Regions from separate parts of the Arachis hypogaea genome. Here region 2 is linked to region 1. A link is a contact called in public Hi-C data. All regions are on one chromosome and are shown on one strand. The core of a region is the stretch at or near the end of the contact, and the rest is flanking DNA. Distances in the headings are between cores, read along the strand shown.

What was found. Hi-C and Micro-C count contacts between places; a contact is called where the count stands out from the background.
Region 2: a Hi-C map of an unstated tissue shows a contact between it and region 1, with 4 times the contacts expected there. The contact joins two enhancer-like sites. A contact is called at or near these places in 2 of 8 Hi-C or Micro-C datasets (leaf and an unstated tissue).

The regions. Positions count from the first base shown.
Region 1 is chr6:13,883,351-13,889,040 of arahy.Tifrunner.gnm2.J5K5, reverse strand. LOC112696170 (RNA demethylase ALKBH10B) reads left to right here. Exons shown (of 7, transcript XM_025748791.3): 7 at 1-554. The coding sequence ends at 137. It also overlaps the pseudogene LOC112696171. Among protein-coding and RNA genes, the nearest start is that of LOC112696170, 9.6 kb to the left of the region's middle. Within about 2 kb of position 2,755, at least 1 of the 3 cell types and tissues checked has open chromatin away from gene starts, as enhancers often do.
Region 2 is chr6:13,961,960-13,968,031 of arahy.Tifrunner.gnm2.J5K5, reverse strand. No RefSeq gene overlaps it. Among protein-coding and RNA genes, the nearest start is that of LOC112696172, 18 kb to the left of the region's middle. Within about 2 kb of position 4,756, at least 3 of the 3 cell types and tissues checked have open chromatin away from gene starts, as enhancers often do.

The DNA of each region.
Region 1 (5,690 bases), core at 1,506-4,005:
GGAAGGTAGCATCCAGGAAACCTGCAAGGCATCTCCCACCTCGAGCCCAAAAGGGACGCCTTATGGCATTATCATCGCCAACCAATTCACATATGGGAGAATCAACTTCTGAACCCAGCATTACAGTTGGAGGTTAAGGTAAGATTTAAGTTTAGAAGCAGCACTGGTTTCAAAGGAATGTGAATCAAGAAAGTTACCTTGGAACAGTGGAGGATGTCCATTTGTTGTACAAAGGAGCCCGATTGCTGCTAGAAGAGTGTGTTTTATCCATTTTTCACCCCTCCCCCGTCTTTTTCTTTTTGAACTTATTAGACGGATAGCTTATAAGGTATAAACTATAGAGTTCACAACAGGTTAGTAGGTGTTCCAATCAGTTTAAGGGCTTTAGAAATCTAGCTTTCAAATGTGAAGAGTGTGAACTGTGAATTAAGAGATAGGTTATATTTTTCATATTAAACATCAACATCATTCAAAGTTATGTTTATCTACTTAATACTGTATTGGTACATTTACATATCAGTACATTTACATATCAAATGATGCGTTTCCAAACATTTCTGGACTGCCACATCTGATCTTCATACTGTTTTAACTGAAATAGAAAGGTACTGCTTTAAATGCTTCCAATGAAGATTTTTGTTTCTTTAATTACTTTCTGATCTGTCATCCATCGTCTTCATACCTTCATTTTTTTCACTCAGCGGGCACTACTTGATACGTTTATTAGTTTAGAGAGAACTAATATAGGTAAATGTGCTTACTTATACTTCAAACTTTCAACACACTTAAATCAAATGAACAAGTTGCTGGTTAATTGTTTCCATTGATAAAGCTCTTTAATATAACAAATTAGACTAACTGGAAGAGCTATTTAAAGAAGAGTATTCCAAACCATGCAACTATAACCAATTCTGAATTTAAAAAGGATAATTTGCTGGCACTAATAATTACAACAGAGCGATTAACTTATAAAAGAAATAGTGAGGGAATTTGTCATGAAGAGTCATCCAAAATTCTGTTTGAAGTCATCATAATCTTATGAATATTCGAAACAACTGACAAATTTAAAAAGACAAGATAACCTATATAGAAACAATTGCCTTTCATACAAGAAGGACAAAACAAATGACACCACTATTTCTAAATCAATTTATACATACATAGAAACAAAGAAAATGCTAATTTAATTTCACTTATCAAAGAATAATCATAATCACACTTACATAATTATGCCTCACCAGAACTCAGATCAGTGAGCATCAAGTGTCTCAAGACTTAACAGCATCATCATCATCATCTTCAATGTCCCAACTCAAGGCTTCTTCTTCCTCTGCAACACTCAGTCGCTTCCGCACATCAACTTTGCTTGGGCTTCCACTCCGAGGCGGACTTGTCTTCTTTTCATCAATACTACTGAGATCCCCAATCTCATGCCAACTGAGATCCTCCTCTTCCTCGTGTGCCAGGCTCTTACTTGCCTCAACCACCGGAGGTTTTCCATCATCAACTTTTGTTTCCACTATCACTTTGTCATCAGAACCAGCTGCATAATCACTATTCTTCCCAGATTCAACCACTTCCTTCACGACTTCCTTGCATGAGTTGCTTCCATCATCCGCCTTTTGAGCAATCACTGAACTCTCAACTTTAGTTTCCCCAACAGAATCATTGCCATGTTCCTTACTTTCACTTTGCATTGAACTATTTCTCTTTTCCACCTTAGACTCCTCCTGAGAAGAATTTGCCCCCACTTCCACACTCAATTTCTTTGTTTCGACCACACCCTTTTCAGTTTTCACCAAATTCACCACCATCACCACCACCACCATCTTCAACATCTGTTACATCCCAACTCAAATCCTCCTCTTCCCTTGACATTGTCGTCACAAGCCTAGCCCTCACATCCTCAGCTTTTTTCAGCTTATATACCTTATAGAAATACCTTAACCAGAAACTTTCATTATCCACGCTATTCGGAACAAGCCTCTTGTAAATACTCTCCATAGCATCATTCTCACTAAGAAAACCCTCCAATTCCTCATCCTTCCCTTCCAACGAAAATCATGACTTCCACTTTCCATACTCTTCCAAATCCTCAGGCTCATCATTGTAAGTGCTAGCATCACCCTGAATAGCACGAATCTGAGCTTCAAACCTACTATACCCTTTCAAATTCGAGCAACTACTATCTTTGCTAGGGCTTTTAGTGCTTTTGTTGCTATTGTTATCGGAATCGAGATCGGCGGCTAGGATTGCTTCCTTACCTTGGGAGATGATCTGGGCCGTTCCTTTGACAACAGTAGATCCCAACTGATCGATGGCCTGGCCCACCGTCTCGAGGGAGCCATGGGCGACCTCGATCTCCTTCTTGAGTCCCGTGCCGAATTCTTGGAGGTCCCGGCGGTACGTCTCGATTATCGATTCGGATTTGGAGGTTAGGGTTTTGATCAGGCCACCGAACCGAATCCACCCGCTGCCATCGACGCCGTCACTGTGGTCGGCGGAGGCCTTGGCGGTGTCGGATGTGGAGGGATCAGGATCGGTTGCGTTTTGCGGGTGAGGCGTATTGTCGGATATCATGTTCAGATCCAGGGGAATCTGGATCGTCGGAGAGAATGGATTTAAAGAAATACATTGGAAAAAGAGATTAGAGTAAACGAGAAATGTGAAGTTTCTGTTGATCCTGTTGTGATACGATGTGTGCGTATCTAACTCTGGTCTCTATATATACCTCTTCCGTTTGAAGGGGATGCTACTAAAATGCACGTGCTATAGTTTCTAAGTTAATGATGAAACCCAATAAGACTGAGGCCCAATATAAATGAATTGCATACACTTCTTTTTTTTAAGTTTTGCACCAGATCTTAAGTTAAAAAGGTCAATGATTGTGGTTCATTAATTTTAATATGATTAAAAGATGTGTGTAACGTTGAGTTATGGAGGTTGCAGGGGTAATATAGTGTTGTGACGGCGTTAAATTTTTGAAACTAGGGGAGAAAAATTAGACCGTCTGATTTTTTTGTAGCAGAAAAAAATACACAAATTGGATGGTCTGATTTGTGTGTGCTTTTAAATAGTGATGTGTAATGAAATCGGACGATCTGATTTGATGGCTGCAACATTTTTAAATTCGTAATAAATAAAATCAGACTATCTGATTTTAATGCTTTAATAAATTTAAACGATTAAAACACGGTAAGACCGTCCAATTTGTTGGTTTATATATATCCAAAATTTGCTGAACATGTCCATTTCTTCTTTGTCTCTCTATTCTCTCTTCTGAAACTCCTCTAGTTCTATATTCTTCTTCATTGTTTCAACAGCAATGATACAAAGATTGAGAGCATATGATTTGAATATATCATAATGGACGATAGAGTGATGTTAAAAATTTATTATCATGGACAGATTTTGTTACAAACAGCTGAAGGAGTGAAATTTGTGTGCGAAAATCTGGTAGATATCATTATTCCATTAACAATGTCGTTTGAAGAATTAAAAGGTGTGATTTATGAGAAAAGTCGGTTCTCAAATATTTAGGAGAGTGTCGTACATTCTGTATAGACATCCTATATCCATATTCGGTGGGTTTGTTTAGTTTTAAATCAAATATGTAACTGATTAAGCGAACATGGACGATATGTTTTCAGTGTATATGGAAATTCGAATATAGATATCGTTCATCGAACTGTATATTGAGTTTGAACAATCTGAAGCAGACCAAAATATTGAGTTGAAAGATTATAACAGTGATAGCGAGGAGGAGTTTGAAAGTAACTATAAAGTCATTGATTCAGGTGGAGACGAAGATCAGGCTGATGGCACTATGGAGGCAGATGTGGCAGAGGTGGCAAATACACAAATAAACCAACCTATTTTCATGGACTCGCTAGATTTAGAGGCCATGCATGCACCAAAATTTTCTCATTATATGAATGTAAGTATGTATTTTTGATACAATATATGATTGATAAATATTATATATTAATTAGGTAGCATGATTAATTATATTATTAGTTACTTATTCAGTAAGGTTTTTTATTTAGTAAGTAGCATTGATTATTTATTTTTAATTATTTAATAATTGTTTATGCATATTTTATAATTTATTATACACTGTGGTTAATAATTTATTATTATTTATTTATGTTTATATTTTGAAAAACCAGGAATGTTGATAGATTTTATAATTTATTATATATTATGATTAATAATTTATTATTACTTATTCATATTTATATTTTAAAAAATGACAAATGTTGATAGATTTTATTATTTATATATATGTATATATGTATATTATTAGTTATTTATATTTATTTTATTACTTATTTATATTTATATGTTTAAATTATAAATATTAGAAAATTTCAACGGTTAAGACATATATTTAACAATTATTTATCAAAATACATATTTTGTGGTGTGAATGTAGCAGAGCTTTCTGTTATAGCGGACGGTGAATTCATCGTGAGAATGAAATTCAGTTTTAGGAAGGTAGTGATTAAGGCGATGAAAGATTATACAATTCGTCGAGGTGTAGATTATCGGGTGTACGAGTCGGAACCAACAACATTCTATGCTAAATGTACACAATATGGTGTAGGTTGTGACTGGATGATCAGGATTAGTAAAATGTGCAAGAAGTACTGCTGGGAGATAAGAAGGTATAATAGTAGTCACACTTGTACTAGAGCAACCATTTCTCAAGACCATTCGAAGTTGGGTTCCAACACAATTGCAGAAGCAATTAAGCCGTTGGTAGAAGCTGACCCATCTATAAAGGTGAAATCAGTCATTGCGGAAGTGCAAGTGAAGTTTAACTATACCGTAAGTTATCGCAAAGTATGGTTAACTATACCGTATGAAGCTTTGTCCATATGGTTTGAGACCATGTGTTACAAAGAGCCATCAGCAGTTGTTCACTTTGAAACAATGCCTGCATACTAGGGTGATGACTTAGTTCCTAATATCCGTGTTTTACATCGAGTCTTCTGGAGTTATTATCATTGTATTAGAGCATTCAGACATTGCAAACCAATAGTGCAGGAAAACGGGACTCATTTGTATAGAAAATATAAGAGTTATTTGTTGGTTGCAGTTTCACAGAATGACAACAATAATATCGTGCCTATTGCATTTTCCATAGTGGTGGGAGAAACATCTGAGGCGTGGCACTTTTTTCTCAGTAGCTTGCGACAGCATGTGGTGACACGTGACGGCATGGGCTTTATCTCCGATCGACATGAGTCCATCAACTCAGCTATTGCTCAGAGTAACGGAGCATGTTCTCCTCCTGGAGCTTTCCACATGTTTTGTATCAGACATATAGAGTCAAACTTCCTAGGAAAGTTTAAGGCCCCGTACTTACAGAAGCTTATCGTCAACATAGGTAAATTTGAATAACAAAAAAATTTGTTATTATTTCAGATTCTGTTATTGTTCAGTGTGTCAGATACCGAACGATTCGGGAAGGGCGTAGCCTGGAATCGGGTTGCAAGGGCAAAGCGGCGAAGCCGACGTTCCGAGCTCTCGATGCTGGGGGGTGTCACCTGCAAAGACACTCCGACGCCCAAGTTAGTCGAGTGTGCAGGCGGGAAAGCGGTAAAGTGGTTTATGACGTACCTTGGGGGAGGGGTAGGACCCTCCCCTTATATACTTTGTCAGAGGTGGGTCCCGCAAGGGCAGAA
Region 2 (6,072 bases), core at 3,507-6,006, 77 kb before region 1:
TGCTATAATCCAAACCTTTTAAATATTTGATTTGTGGATGGCCGGCCTATTTAATTTCTGAACAATTCATACACTAATATATCCTCTTATAGCTAGGCCTCTCCTTTGATAAATGATAATAAACGTTATCCACTTTATAGTTTCTTTTTTCATATATACACTAATATATGGGTATATATGGTATAAATAACGTATCACTTTTCAACAAGTGCATCGTATAATATAAGAAATTATTAAATTAATGCAAGTACGCAACCTATAACGTATATTGAACGTGATGCTTGGAAAAAAGTTAAACTACTTATCCTCATAAACTACCAATTAGAACATAATTGTTACACAAAACATACGTTCTTTTTTCTTTATGCAAACATAGAAATTATTATTATTATAATTATGATTCCGTTTGTTTTCTCGCACGCAATATTATTAGAGCCAGATTAAAAAACTAAAAAAGAATAATATTTATAGATTCTTATGTTCTTTTTTGGTTGTATATGGGAGATTAATATTAATATAATCATAAAATTGAGGCCGTAATTTCAACACTAGTGAGTTGTTGTCCATACCAGAAAGTTGGTATTATTATTACTTGTTTGTGTGGAAACACGTTAACTACGTGGAAGACTCGCATAAATGTGATTCTTGCAACTAAGCTTTCTTTAATTTCTTGGTTTAAATAATTTTCCTCCAATACTGCGAGTCTTTGTTGAATTTGAATCTGATACCATCCAGGTGTCAGTATGAAGAAATTAAAACACTAATTATATTTCCTCTTTAAGTTTCTTTTCATATAGAGGACCAGACCAAAATAATTAACTAAACAAAAAATGGCAACAAGAACATGAGATGTATGGAAAATTTCACAAGGTGATAGTTGTACTTAGCTTGTTTAGTTAGGAGTGTAGTTAGGGACAAGAAGGAATTGATCCCTGCCATCCCATCTCTTGGAGATTTAAGAGCAAAGAAAAGAAGAGAGTTCTCTCATTAGTCAATTGAGAATCTTATTTCAAAAACATAATTATATGCTTGTTTGTCATATGAACTTACTTTAATAGAAAAAAAAATAGAGCAATGATAAATATTATCATTTTTTGTTCGTATTTATTCAGTAATAATTTATACTTATATTTAATTTATAAATATTTTGTATATAAAAAATATAATTAAAATTTTGCACACATAAATCAAAACAATTTATACTTATATTATTTAAAATTTATATACATAAATTAATGAAATTTATTTATTAAAAATAATTTTATATTTGTGTTAACCAAATAATGACAAAAAATATTAAAAATTACTAACTTCAAGAGTTTCTAAAAAAAAATATATAATTATATATTTAATTATCACATATCTTTAATTTGCGTAAGAGCCTCTTTTTTATATGGGGAAGTATGAGGAGCCAATGAAATATTTATACAATGTGTACAATGAAGGTTTATGGAGTATTAGAGATATAATTATTAGTGTTACATTTTTCCATCAGTTGAATCTTTTGGAATGAGTGGTATCATGACATGGTATTAAAGCGCTAGATCTGAAAAGTCAAGAGTTCGATCCTTGGTGAACCCTCGAGAAGATGTTTATTATCCCTTGTACAAATAGCCATTGTACACATTGTACAAATAGTCCATTGTCTCTCTAGCGAGATCCTTTTTATATTTACATAAATTTTGCATTAGATCATAAAAATTATGATAATATATTATAAAATTATTTATCCTAAAAGTTTAGATAAAAAAATATATAAATGTATATAAGATTCTTTCACAAAATATTATGAAAGAAGAATGGGAATTTGTGACAATTATTTAAAGTGTGATATGTTTGTTCATTAATAAACAAAATGTATATAAAATCTCCTATCATGTAGTGGATTTGATTATTTTCCTTTTATTTTTGTAGAGTTGATTCAAAAGATGAGTATTATTCTTTCTATACTTAGCCCTTTAATAAAATCTATAAAACTGTGCTATAAAATAACACCTCAACCTCTTCCAATATCCACACACAAAAATCATTGCATACATTCACACACAAAAATCTTCTTCTTCTTCTTCTTCCATGGAAAAGAACAACACCAAATCAAGCACTAGCACCATATGTAGCAAAATCAGGGAAGCACTTTCAAGCTACCCTGCTTTCAGAGCTATTCATCGCCTCAACAGTAAGCAGAATAATAAGCATCAACACAACCACCGTTCATCAGCACCAAACTCCATCACAATCACAAAAAAACATGCAACTAATAGTAGAAAGATGAACAAAGAAGGAGGAAGAGGAGATCAACAAGGTTCAGTAATCCCCATCAACTATGATTACTCTAATAATCATAACAAGGTTGTTGTTGAACCTCCAAAGCAAGTAGCAGCAGGGAAGAACCAACCTGCTTCATCAACAAACAACAACAACAAAGGAGTAATGAAGATTCAACAACATCAACAAGAGACACTCGATCTTAATGGTGCTTTCAAAGAGTTCATTGATCGTGTTAGGAACGGAATTAACGGAGCTGAGCACACTAATAACAATAATAATGCTGGTGGATCCGCATTATTATCAAATCATGAGGCTAATAAGAAGATGGAAAACCAGAAAGATCACCATTTTTCTGAGTTCATTCAGAGTTCTAGGAAGAAGCTCAGAACAACATCAAATATTGCTTCCTTCAAAAGAGGGTAACTATTATACCATGTTTCACTAGTGTATGTGCATGTAATAATTAATGTAATTAATGTTGAGTTTGGCATAAAAAAATATATAAGATTCGTTAGTTGTTGAGTGGATTCAAAATAAGCTAAGGGCCCTCTTGCTTGTAAGTTCTATTGGATTATATATATGTTTTCTATATGAAGTTTTCTATTTTTCCTACAATTTCCCATCCTCTTCATATTTCAAAGGATAATGCTCATTACATTTGGATTTAGTGTTTACATTCTCTATATGATTAACATCTATCATATTCGTTTTTCTTTCTTTTTCTCTTATATTTACCCAATAAAAAATATTACATGATGACCAATATTTTCCTACCATAATTCATAAGCTGATTTGAGTCTCTTCAAAATTTTAACCTATAGTGCGGATAAAAAATTTTATAATAGCATTATTTATTTATTGATTGTGAAAAGTAGTTATATTTATTGATGTGATAATATGGAATTAATTGTATGCACAATAATTTTTGAAATATTAGTGTCTTTAATTAAAATTTTTTAATTAATTAGTTTTATAGATAGCAATATTTTTTAAAACTACATTCATTATTAAACCGGTGTATTTAGAAGTTCAATGATTTTAGGCACCAAATTACATTAATTATTTTTTTTTTTGGGCAGAGCATCACACACTTACACATATTATACACACTCATATACATTTAAGGATTTTATCTACTACTTAATCATATTGGATTTCAAATGTAATATATTAAAAGACATGTTTAGTCACTCAACTAAAACCTTATAATATGTGGGTAGGAATCGCAAATGAGTCGAACCTGTTAGGCCGGTCCGCGTAACTTACCAAAAAAAGTGGGTTAGGCTAAAAATTTAAAGTTGCCAAACTTAAAAAGCCCGCCTAACCTATATCGCCTAATATGTGGGCTTTGGCGGGGTGGAACGGATTTTTTCGACGGGCCTGGTATTTTTTTGTCAGAACTATTTTTTTACAAATTTTTATGATGTTATTAATTCAACAAGAGGATAAAGATTATAATTGAAAATGGTCTAAGTTATATTTGAATTATATTTTATGTTTGATTAATTATAAACTTAAAGATGTTTAATTATATATTTTTGACAATATTTATTTTGCTTTGGACAATGTTAATTTTATTATTTTGTTTTAAAACACTTGGTTTATAATTATGTTTATTATATATTTATAATTATAAAGATTTTAATATTTATAAATTTAAAAATTATAATTTTTTATGTCTTTAGAAATTATAAATTTATTGAAATGGTTGTGAAATTATATATATTGTTTAATATTTAATGTGTTATAAAAAAATAAAAAATTTTGACGGATTTCATCGATCGATCTACTAACCCACCGTTAGATGGAGTGGAAAAGAAATTCACGACCACCTCACCCGTTTGCCACCCCCATATGTGGGTGAGTGGATAAGCTTTCTGCCTAGGGCTGGCAATGGGTAGGGTAGGGTAGGGTTTGGACCCTACCCTAACCCTACTCGCGGGTTGAAAATTTCATTAAAACTCTACCCTACTCTATCTGCGGGTTGAGAATCTCTCAACCCTAACCCTACCCGAACCCTAAAATTATAAACCCTACCCTATCCTACCCTACCCACAGAAATATCAAATTTTTTCAAAGTAAATATAAAATTCAATTATTTCGAATTTTATACGTATTAATAACATAAAAAATAAAAAACTAATGCTCTAAATTACTAAATTAACTAACTAATTTAGTGGTTGTTCACTTATTATAAGTCATTACATAAGAAAGGTTGTGGGTTCAATTCTCACTTCCTTCATTATATAGAGAGATTTTTATAAAATATGTGTTATATATGAGGTGCGGGTAGGATACACCCTAAACCCGTACCCTACCCTACCCGCTGCGGGTAGGGTAACCTACCCTACCCGAACGGGTTGGACCGGGTTGGGTACCCGCGGGTAGGGTATGAATTGCCAGCCCTATTTCTGCCCCCTTTTATTTTTTGGTTTGGGTGGACTCTCCACTTGTATCCTAGATTTTTGTACAACCCGTTAAGCCCATTTCACTCGCGGATAATAAAGCCTTCAAATGACCTTCAATCCTGACCAAAAAATATGACCTCCAATGTAAGATCCAAAAAACCAAAAAAAAAAAAAACATTTAGTTTGATCCATGTCTATCTACGGTTTTGTTGCTATATTTAACAAAAATTATTTGGAGGGTCACATAATTTTTCAAACTTTTTTTTTTGGTGACTTTTCAAACTTTTTGTTTATCAAGAACAATATAATTTTTACATTCTCAAAAAAGAAAAAAATTGCCCATATATCCGTGTAAGGCCTTCGATATTGATATATAATTTGGTAAAAATTAAAAATAAACACTCAGGCGACAAACAACTTTTAGCATTGAATTAATGGCTTAATATTTTGGCCCCATTTATAAGAATATACCTAAGGTGAAGAAGTTGATTCCTCTAGAAATGTTAGATTTTTCCATAGTGAACTGAAAAGGGGAGAAAAAACTCATATTTGTCTTATAATGCCAACCACCCTTCGCTTCCTAATTATGATCATATGTTTTATGCATATTAAGAGCAGAAGTATGACTTTGGTAAGTGCTTCCAAGTTCCGACCTTCATGACAAAAAAAATAAAAAATAAAAAATATTATTTAGTAGTTATTAATTTATATTTTTAAATATTAAAATTTTAATTTTATTTATTTAGTTAATAAATTAAATTTTATATTAATAAATTTAGTGATTTTTTTTTACTTTAATCCTATGCAAGATTATATATATCTCTTAAATTATTAGTCATTATAAAGAGATTAAAAAAGTACTAAAATACTTTTTAGTCTGGTGATGAAATTTAATGAATTCCTCTTATTACATAAAAATTATTGGATTTAGATCCTCTAAAGTTTGAATTTCATTTTAGAGAGTAAAGTGTGATTTTCTACTCTTAAATAGTTTCTCTTTCATATTTATTCTTGGTCCCACCTATGAAATCAATGGTGAGAAATCACACTGTAATCTCTAAAGTAAAATTCAAACTTTAGAGAATCCAAATCCAAAATTATTACATCAAAAAATTAGATAAAAAATTGAATAACTTTTTTTATTTAATTTCTAAATTATGACATGAAAAAATTAGATTAAATAATTTTTTTGTTATATAAAAAAATAAAATAAAAAATCAAATAATTTTCTTTATGTTTAATTTTAACATATTTTTTTATTTTAATTTATTTTTTATTCAATTTCAATACTTATCCATCTAAGTATCCGTCGTTTCCTATTATATTTTGGTGAGTTCTTTGGTGGCTAAATTTCTCATGGTTAACGGTGGCTAGATGTTGACCATCCAATCTAAAT